Linked DNA regions of Dromaius novaehollandiae: regions 1 and 2 are each linked to region 3. Evidence: chromatin contacts called from public Hi-C data. All regions are on one chromosome and are shown on one strand. Each heading gives the region's core, a stretch centred on a gene start, on an enhancer-like site or on the middle of the called end of the contact. The rest is flanking DNA. Distances are from core to core; before and after follow the strand shown.

Region 1 (3,450 bases), core at 500-2,999, 170 kb after region 3:
TGTGGCGGTGGGTCACGAGGACACAGCACAGCTCCCGTGTCCGCAAACCTATCTAGAGAGGCTGTCAGCTTTGTTGGAACCTGCCAGGATAACAAATCTTTAATCGATACTCCCTTGTGGTTCAAAGGCAACTTCTAACAGCAGTTCCTCTGAAAGGCCCTTGTAATGGCATAGTCTCATTCTCAGCACAGGACCTCATAATGCGCTCGCTAGTCTTTTCTGGAGGGAAAGGGTGCAAGTGGATTTCAACAGAAAAGTCAAAACTTTCTGTCAATGTTTTCCATAGCGAACATGGCATTTCCAGGAGAAAATGTGAATACTGAAACATTTGAGCCAAAAAATAAAGTTTTTAATTTTTGGCAGTGCAGGACAGGTTTGGGCTGTTCAGTTTTTGACAGTAAAACAACATATATTCACACCACACTTTTTTTTCTCTTTTACAGAATGCTGACATTTTCAAACCCATTTCCCTTCAACATCCAGTTTCTCTTGAACGTTTGCAACAGCGCTCGTCACAGGATTTAGTTCCGAGGGCTGCTCGCTGCCGAGGGAACAGCCAGGGATCCCGGGAAGAGAGCTGTGGCAGCGCATTAGCTATGCAAGCTCTCGGGGGCACCGGACCCCCGGCGGCCCTGGCCTTTGGCAGCGAGTCTGAACGAGGGAAGCAGCGCTGCTCCCGGCCCGCTTCGCCAGGGGAAGGCTGAAAATGCTGCGTGGGAGGAAAAACAGCCAAGTCGAATGCACTGCTGAACAAATCTGGCCATCTTAGCAAGGCGACAGAAGAAGCGGAAAACACCATGCCCCAGCATCTTCCAGACGATCCCGCCAAGACTTTACCCACTAACCGCGTAGCCAGGAACTATGCCCTCTCTCTTGGGAGAGAGAGGGAAAACATTAACGTTTAACTAAATTCACCCATGTTTTCTTACAGTGTGGAAATGTTTTATATCACTTTTTTGGCTACAGGCACCTTTCCTCCTTCAGGCCAGTTCCCCTCCACTAACTGGAAGCCAGAGGAAGCCCCACTGCATACACAGAGCACCAGCGCATCGCACACACGTAACCAAAACTGCCAAAGACAGAAATGAGAAACTGAACTGAAAATGATTGAAATACGTTGATGAAATCCAGCCGCTCCCCCATTCACCCAGCCGATCAGTCTGGAAATGATGGCTAACGGGTTTCTGAGCTCCTCTAAGCAAACAATGTGGAACTGAGTCTTGGTTTGGTGCATGCCTGGAGTGTCAAACTAATAACACTTGTCTCACATGTAAGCAGCTGCAAAACCTGATATTTACACAAGGATTCACAGAGATGAGAAAAGACTGGTTTTGGTTTTTTTTTTTTTTTTCCTAAATGACAGGCTCTGGTTCAAATGGGAATTAATTTGGGAAAACCCTCTGGTCTGTGTCATACAGCATGCCAGGTTAAATGACGACAATAGACTCTTGTTTTTATAATTGAAGATTGTCTTTAAAGTGTTGACATCCTTCCCACATCAACATAGCAACATTTTTACCTACCAAAGCACTCTTCATTTTTCATGTCAAATAGATTGTGAGCAAAACAAAATTCTACCTTTGAAAGCAATCAACCAGCAAGTTGACAAATACACTTTGTGTAAATACAAATACACCCAAATACATTTGCTAGTTGTAGCCAGTTTTTTGTAGAGCTGTCACTGGTAGCACATACGTACTTGGCTTACCTTTGACAAGGTGGCTCAGATTTCAAAGCTTAAAGCCTGCTTTAAATAGGCATTGCCAAGACTCCCAGCATCAGCTGACACATGCTACTGCTGGCAACACAGTGGTTATTGTCTCAGCCATCCAGAAGTAAATTTGCAATGCTACTCTTTACAAGTAAATGTGGAAAGAAATTGTTGTTGTAACTGTGAAGGTCTGAGCAGATTGGAAAGGCAAGGGCAAGCTTTGTGGAGAGAATTGTTTTCTTTTCTTAGACTACTAGAGCTGGAAAACACAGTCAAGTTTTTAGATATCCAAGCCCTACCTCCAATCCCAACATGAGTTACTTCTAGGGTTTTTTTCAGCTGTATCAGCTGGTCTGATAGTCACATTCCTCTCCTTACAAATCTTGCATCAGTTCTTGGGAGAAACGATATAGAAGGTGAAGCTCCTCCTAGGAGAGTGCAGCAGTACTAATGCCAAAGTGGATATTGAAATGTGTGATTTATCAGTATGCTGCAGGATTTGGAATAGTTTGCAAATTCATCCAAAGCATATTTGCATACTTTCCTGAGTAATACAAAGGTTGGATCTGGCCACTCAGTTCAGGAGTGCTTCTTGCCCTTCATCTAATGTCAACAAAATACTAAAGCAACAAGAGAATAAATGTGGAGGTGATGAAAGAAGTCTCAATTGAACTTGGGATACCTAAGGTCTCACTGCGCCCCCTTGTATAAAATCACATTTTATTCTAAATCCCCCCCCCCAAAAAAAGTAGGGTTTTTCTGAGGCAAAAGTGTCCTTCAGACCTATCAGGCCAGTGGGATAGCATGGCATTTTCCACAAAAGTTTCCATCCTTGCAGAATTTGGGCTTTATACTGTAACACAAAGAACTGTAACACAAAATGAATAACTTTGGCCCAGGTAAATCCCAAGCAACTTCACTGAGTTTCTTGACTCTGTTTCAGTTTTGTGCTTGGTAAGAGCAGAACTGAGTGTGTTTTTTATTCTTATGTAGGAGTGTCTACTCCAGGTCTTATCCAATGGAAAATTATGGTTATCATACCCAGATTCAAAGCACTTCCAAACAAAACATTTGGATATGATGGAAAATATATGTATTTCTTTACCTCCTATTTCTGTAAAGGCTCCCAGCTGCTTTGCCTCTGCAGTGGCAGCACATCTGTGCTGCTGAGGAAACAAAAACAGAAAAAAGGATGAGGAAATGAAGAGTAATGGATTTTTGTCTGATGCTTCCATCTTGTGGCCAACTCAGAAAAGAAAAGCTTTGCTCCTTGTGACATGCATTCAGCAATTTTTAGAAGATGTTTAAAAGCTTTTTTTGTTATAGTAGAAATAATGCTACACATTAAGAAGTAAATGCCTGCCTATAATTTATCTACTCAGTTCAGTAAAGGTATTGACAAGTGTAAGAAAACCTTAGAACTTTTAGAGATCATAAATCTGGTGTCTCAGAACATTTTCTCCCATTATTGGTATGGGGACAATTGGGGGCTGGAACTTAAAAGAATTTTTCCATTTGAAATACATTGGAAAAAAAGGGGGAAAGGAATTAAGATTCAGGAAAAAAATGTTAAAGTTTTGTTTGTTTTGTTTTTTCTGATTTCCAAGTTTGGGTTTTTTTTAGCAGAAAGTCAACTATTTTATCAGAAAAGAAATCCATTTTCCAGTTTCACAGCTGGGTGAAAGCTTTCTGATGTGGAGGATTTCTGCAGTCCTTTCCAGAGGGGCTCTCCCTTTCTC
Region 2 (3,501 bases), core at 44-2,543, 230 kb before region 3:
TGAGAATATTTACATAGTATTACCACTGAGTAATGTTTTTTTTTTTTTCAGAAAATGGTTCCCTATGTTCTGCTGCATGTAGAACAGGTTTATGCTAGCAGAATCACTGCACATTTAAGCATCTTCCAGTCCTGCAGTAGGCAGCGTGACTGGGGTCTGTTACAATTAAGCATAAAGACGGCAAACTGTCTACTAGACATCTGGCTGATTAACTGTGATAACCAATGCTGCTTCTGAAAAATGATCCAGCTAATAAATACAACTTCGTCTGCACATCTTACAGGCACATCTTACACTTTTTTAAAGCTTCCAAAATGCCTGCATGCACACACACAAAACAGTGGTAAGTTCTATTGTTGGCGACAGTCCTGCAAACTCATATTAGTGGTATCTCCCTGTACTGAAATAATATATTTTCAGAACAAAGCTACTCTTCATCGCAGTGTATAGTTTGACTAACAAAAATGCTTAGGACACTTCAATTTATCGAGTTCACAATTATGCTTTTACATTGCTGTACACAAAAGTCTGTAAGGTTTGGCAAAAGAGAAGTTGTATTAATTGCTGCTGTTCATTCAGAAAGTGGGAAGCTTACTTGCTTTGAGTCTTCCACCAGTTCGGTGGTCCGGACAGCTGTCAGACATGAGCACCAAGTACTTCCACTTTAAAAGGTTATATATTCAAAATCTCAGTTCAGCTAACACCTATTGAAATCACGTAACTTTTAAAATTTCAATAGGTGTTAGCTAAACTGAGATGTTTAAACTCGGCTGGGGTAACTGCTCATTTTTAATGTTACAAAACCGGTATTAAAAGTATTACACGCCCACACACGGACTCGCTCCTTACATACACTGGAGCCCGCACTCTGCCCCGCGCCTGCGAGCGGCACCCGCTTCACCACGGCGCCGTATCGCAGCGCCTGAACCTCACCGGCAGCCGCCGCGCCCCGGCAGCGCCGCCGTGCTGCCCGCCTCCCCGGGCCCCGAGCGGATCACACGTCCGAGCGGCTGCCCGGAAGAGGAGCTACTCCTAAGCTGCCCGCCCCAGTAGGAAAACCACTACGAGCAGCGGAAACCGTTTCACGGGCTTCGCTCCGCGCCTGCTTACGAAGAAGCCCCGGGGCGCGGTACTTGGCCGTGGCGCACGGCGCCACCGCCGCCCTCCCCGGCGGCCGCGCAGCCTGGCGGCCGATCGCGGGAGCCGAGCGGGAGACCTGGGGCGGGCGGCCCGCCGGGCCGGGCTCGCGCACTCGGCGGAGCGGTCGCCGCCATTTCCTCCCTGCACGCGGGCGGGCGGCGGGGTGAAGCGAGGTGAGGCGCTCGAGGTCAGGCCGGCACGGCGCCCCAGCGCGCTTGCGCGGCCGCCCCTCGGCGCCCGGCCGGGCGGCTCCGAGGCGGGCAGCGCGCACGCGCGGGAAGGCCGGTGGCGGGCGGGAAGCGGCTCCGCCGCCGCCGCCGCCGCCGCGCGCGGCGCATGCGCAGGTGCGGCCGCCGCGACGGAGGGGCCGGGGTGCTGCGGCTTGCAGTGCGCCTCGGCGCACGCGCGGTGGCGCGAGGCGCCGCGGCTGCCGCCGGTGGGCTCGGCGGCGCAGGCGCGGTGGCGAGGGACTCCCAGGCCCGGCAGCTGGTGCTGCCGCTGGAGGAGGCTCTGTGCTGGCGGCGGGTCGGCGCTGCGCGCAGGAAGCGGCTTCGCGGCGGAGGTCGGGCGGGAGGGGCTGCGCGGCGCCGGTAAGGAGCGCGCGGCGCGGCGGGACCGGCTCCCCGCGGGGGACGCGGTGAAGGGGAGCCATTGAAGTTTGACAGCGGCGGCGGGTCCCCCCGCCGCGAGGGCAGCGGCGGTGCGCGCCGAGGGCAACGGCCGCCCTTGGGCAGGGCGGCGGCGGCGGCGGCGGCGGCGGCCGCCGCGGGCCGGGGACGCTGGCGGGGCACCCGCTAGGCCCGGTGACCCACTTCGCTCCTGTCACAACTCCCGGGCACGTCTGGAGCCCGGCCCGCCTGGCCCGGCGCCCGCCGGGGCCGCCCCCGCCTCCCGGGCTGCGCGCGCGCGGGGCGGCCGCGGGGCTCCCCGCGCCGCCGCTCTGCCGCCGCGGCTCGCAGCGCCCTTCCCGCCGCCGCCGCCGCCGGGCCCGCGCAGGCGACGCGGCCGCGGGACGGCGGCGCGGGGCGGCCCGCGGGCCCGGGCGCGGCGCGGGGCGGCGGCGCGGCGGCGCTGCGGCAGGTGGAGGGCAGCGCGGGTGCGCCGCGGGCAGCGCCCGGGCGAGCGCGTCCCTCATTCCTCTGCGGGACCTTCGGTGCGGCGCCCGCGGCGTCTCCCGCGCCGCTCCACGGCCTCTTAAGCGCGGGATTTTGTGGAAATAGTCCCCGGTCCCGGTCGGACTTGGGTGCGTCCGCAAAACCCGCGTGCCGGACACCGTGCGTGTGCTAAACGCGGCCGGCGGGGCGCGGGGTCCCGGCGGGCTCCTCTGAGCTGTGTGCTGTTCGCAAGCCGGGCTTGCTCGTTGTTCAGTTTCGTTTTCAAATTCAGATTACTTTTGACCTGGGATATAAATTCAGGTTTTTTTTCCCATGAGGAGGAGTGTTTTTAAACTAATAAAACATTTGTCGTGAGACTTTTGTAACGGCTTTTTCACATAAATGTTAAAAGTTGACCTATTAAGCGGCGCTGATAAAGTCAGATACACTTCTAGCTGCGATATGAAGTGGCATGTGAAGACGGAGTGGTTGATCGTGGATCCTGATCCTCTGAACCGCGAGAGTAATTTTTTTAGGGCATAGTTTGACAAGCAGTGCTTTTGGTGGCAGTGTTGACCAACAGGCCCGTCTGTTCCTTGTGCCGTGTTTTCGCCTCTGTGCTGCCCCCCTCAGCCATGCCAGCACGGCTGTGGGTGGAACCGCGTCCCTAACTCAATTGGGGAAATGATCCAGGTTAAAATTAACTACATCTTTTTTTTTGATGTGGTTATATTTAACCTAGATCATTTCTCTGTGTGGCAGGTGTGCCAGAAGGCAAGAGAATTGTTTAAGCAAATACTTTAGTGAAAGAAATGCTGGAGAAATATGCCTCAACTCTAGTAGTCCTGGCAAAGTTCATTATGAGTAGTTGTGGTTGCTAATGAGGTTGCTTGCTTTGAAGAATAAATTGCTTTTGTCTCTGATTATCTGTGGGATTTGGACCTGTTATCTCAAACTAGATCGTATTTGATTGTTTTAGTAGAGGGTTGCTATTCGACAGGGTAAGTCACTTTGCAAAACTTTATTTAAATAAATTACTAGTTTTTATATGCCTCTTTTTAAGAAACTTTGTCATAAGATTACAAATGTATTGAGGAAAATGGGATTGCTTCCACATATATCAAATACTAAGTGTTTGGGTTAGGGTTTTGTGGTTTGTTTTCTGTGTGCTAGTGTTTTCAAGGTATGAGAACTTTGTTGATAAGGTGAGAGTTACTTCCTCTTAAGAAATAGTTCAAAGAGGACTCCCAGGCTGATTTTTAATTGT
Region 3 (3,538 bases), core at 792-3,291:
CATACCCCAGTAGTTGTCCGCACCTTTGCTGATAAACATGAATTAATTTATGATTAAAAAACACAGTAACACAGCCTGTAGTTTATACTAGGGCTCTTTGTTTGTTGTTTTTTTGTTTTCTGTAGAATAGAAGCAGAAGCCTTACTGGTACTAACTGGATGAACTAACTGATCAATTTATGTGCCAGAAAGCACTGTGTATAAAAATCCTTCTCTCCGGCACCAGCGGTCAGATGAAGTGAAGAATGAAACTTCTTTATTAGGAAATGAATAATGAAGATGTTAGGCAAAATGTGAGCAGTAACCACAACAAGGCTATCAAGATGGTAGAGGCAATACGACCACCTTTCACTCTATCCACTACCAGGTTCCTACCTCTGCAAAGTGGTGGGGCGTGTTTTACAGGTCTGCTGACGTTACCAAGCTCGAGGAGTCTGGTCCCACCGAAACGAGTGGCAGGGTTCCCCAGGAATCACTTTCAGTTTGCAGGCAAAAGCTATTTGGTCCATTCGAGTGAGATCTTTATAGAGCCGCCAGCTGCAGGCTTGATGGTAGCTTTTTCTCACTACACTCTCAGTGAGTCAGCTCTTTGCGCTTTCTCCCAGTGGCACAGTTATCATGCCCAGCATCATGCCTTTCTCCACAGAGCCATGCGACCGCGTAGCAGGGATTGCAATTCGCTCTTTTGCATGTGTTCCCTAGGCAAGGATTTGTTCCCTCTGGTCTGCACCTGAAGATTGGATCATGGCCGTGTGGCACAAGGAAGTCGGCTTAGGTCATATGATAAGATCAAATGCTGCTTGGCTGATTGACAAGTCTTGTTTCCCATGAAAAGGAAACAATGACTGGACTATGTAGGTTGTAGCCTTTTGTATTTGCCCTTGTTCTTTGCCGGGCATGGAGTAGATAGCAAAAGAGAGGATATGGGAGCAGATCACTGCTCATTTTTAGTACAAAGCTCAGCCCGTTGAAAATGACGTCTTTTGTCTTTCAAACAATGTCAGCAGCTGATACATGTGGACTAATGCAATAAGGCAGCCATATGCAGTGGGTGCTCATTTCACTTAGCACACTGAAGTGACTGTTTGTGAATAAGCACGTGTAACCAAAGCCTTGTGTCTGTCTGCATTAATGAAGAATTCTCCTCAGCACGTTTCACTGCCATTTTCCTGAAGCTTTTGAGCTGCCATTCTGCAGCAAGGAGATGCATATAAACTTTAGGATTCGCTCGCAACTTTCCCACATAGTGTAGCATATGTTACAGATTTTAGAATAACATCATACAGTCCGGTGGAATTCAGCAGCACTGCAGAACTGTCAAATCTGGGGACTGGCATGGGAGACCGACACTGCTTCTTCTACACTGCAAGCTTAAAGGCTTGATAAGTTTTACACTGCAATTCGCTATTTCGAAGCAAACGGAATTATCTGCCTTTTAAGTAAACTTTAGTAAATACAGCACACCGAGAGCCCTAATTTTAAGAAGTTTGGGTCAGCAATCAGGTGTAACAGTAACAGGATAACAAGGGAGAGATGACTCTTGCCTAACTCCAGGTGCCTCTGAGGCACAGAGCTACGTTCCAGCTTGGTGGCTGGGCACCCACGGTAGTCAACAGAGTCAATGAAATACAGGGAGCAATTAATCTTGCCCTGAAGTTGGTGCCTAGATTTGGCCAGATGGATTATTAATCTTGGTTGACTAGATCTCCACTAATAGGATGGGAACCTAGGCACCAAGTTTGGATGCAGACAGCTACCACTGACGTAGACATCTACTGTCAGACAAGAGGAACAGGGTCCAGATATCTAATCCCTTCTTAAGGTCACCACGTGCAACTGCTGCAACAACAATAAAGCTATCGCGGTATGGTGCCAAAGCAAAAGCTTTTCAGAAAAAACAGGTTTCTCCACTACTTGCTGACAGCAATATAAATTAGAGAGCCTGAGAATAACAGCAAAACTCCCAGAGGGTTTAAACAGAAGGGAAACTAAAGGACTTGCCTGAACATCAGGATTCAATTATTTATAACCCACTGAGAAAGCATCTCTCTCAGGCAGCACTTGCGGCATGCCTTGATGTCAGAGCTGGCGCAGGGTGACTGACAAATCATTAGCCTGTCCCCAAAGCAAAGCCTAGCCTGAATTATCGTATCACCCCGTGAGGCCCGTTTTGGGCTGTGGCATATTCCCCAGCTCTTGGTGCCCCCACCGGCTGCGGACGAGCTCGCTTGCCTTTGCCGAAGGCGGTGGTCGGGAGCAGGACACGGTGCGGGAAGGTGGCCCCGGTGCCCAGCAGTGGGGCTGCGGGTGGGATGGAGCAGACCTGCCCGCTCACCGCGCACAAGCCGGGGAGGGCAGCCAGGCCTCAGGCACCTCCCACGCTCTGTGGGGAAACCACGAGCAGCCACGCTAACCCACAGGAAAGAGTCATCATTAACAGTGAAAAGTAATTAGCCTTTTCTCTTCTCGGGGATGTAATTTTCTTGTTCCTTGCTAATTGCAGCTCATCCTTCTTTTGCTTGCATCTTTCTTTCATAGGGCTTGCAGGTATCCTTGTTGCCTCTTCCCAAGGATCCTCTTTCTTTTCCCAGTTCTTTCTGTCTTTGCTGATGGTGGGACCTGCCAGAGCCCTGGAGTAGAAATGCTGTCTGCTGGTCATGGGCTGAGGAAAAAGCTTTTCCACAGTAAAAGAACTGGAATTCTTTTCCTAAATATTTGCCACTTGCACCCTACTTCAAAGAAAAAAAAACCATGTTATTTATAGGTGAACCAAATCAACCAAAGACAACAAGTTATATATATATATGTATGTATTCTGAATCTGGAAATGTTCCTCCCCCATTCCCCTCCTGAATTTTTCACATCCTAACAATGAATAATTTAAACATTAAATAAGACCGTTTGTTATCAAGGAATTATTTTATAATCACTACTGGCCTGCATGGAATGCAAGTATTTATATATATGAATTGTTTACGTATAGGACCTACATTAAGAAGTACACCTAAAGCTATATTCAGTTCTGTCAGAATTTTGTTTTAAGAAACAAGTGGAATCCGACAGACGGCATTAGCATAGTTATGCCACTGTGCTAAACAATATCGAGAGACCTAATTAAGGAAAATCATCCCATATTGCTACCAGCACTGCATGATTGTAAACCTAAGCAATTCTTTGATTAACACATTCTCATAGGTTACTAATGTCAGATGAATAAATAATGCTACCCCATGCTCCTGAAGCCTCGCTTCTTAGCAAGAAGGCTCCCAGAGCGCAATGTTAGAGAGAACAGTGCAAAGATTTATATAAGTCAGGATGTAAATCTCAGAGGAAATAACAGATTTCTCCAAGCAAAGAAACAGGAAAGGAAAAAAAAGATTCATTCCTTCTTCCTGGTGGTGAAAACAGATAAAGAATCCTGGAAATTCCTGCCAAGTCCTCGCGCCTGTCGCGCCGCAGACAGTTCTGCCTTTCATAGGCTGCAGAGCAGCAACCATTCATTATTAGCAGACAATTAGCAATTGTTCTTCCTATTTTAT

Evidence for each region. A called contact is a pair of places that touch in the nucleus more often than the background predicts.
Region 1: a Hi-C map of liver shows a contact between it and region 3, with 6 times the contacts expected there. The contact joins two enhancer-like sites. A contact is called at or near these places in 2 of 4 Hi-C or Micro-C datasets (brain and liver).
Region 2: a Hi-C map of liver shows a contact between it and region 3, with 4 times the contacts expected there. The contact joins the promoter of CLOCK here to the enhancer-like site in region 3. A contact is called at or near these places in 3 of 4 Hi-C or Micro-C datasets (brain, liver and ovary).

Annotation. Positions count from the first base shown.
Region 1 is chr4:58,240,667-58,244,116 of bDroNov1.hap1, forward strand. No RefSeq gene overlaps it. Among named protein-coding and RNA genes, the nearest start is that of PDGFRA, 40 kb to the right of the region's middle. Within about 2 kb of position 1,750, at least 1 of the 2 cell types and tissues checked has open chromatin away from gene starts, as enhancers often do.
Region 2 is chr4:57,840,760-57,844,260 of bDroNov1.hap1, forward strand. CLOCK (clock circadian regulator) reads left to right here and starts at 1,294. Exons shown (of 23, transcript XM_064511140.1): 1 at 1,294-1,313.
Region 3 is chr4:58,071,835-58,075,372 of bDroNov1.hap1, forward strand. No RefSeq gene overlaps it. Among named protein-coding and RNA genes, the nearest start is that of KDR, 68 kb to the left of the region's middle. Within about 2 kb of position 2,042, at least 1 of the 2 cell types and tissues checked has open chromatin away from gene starts, as enhancers often do.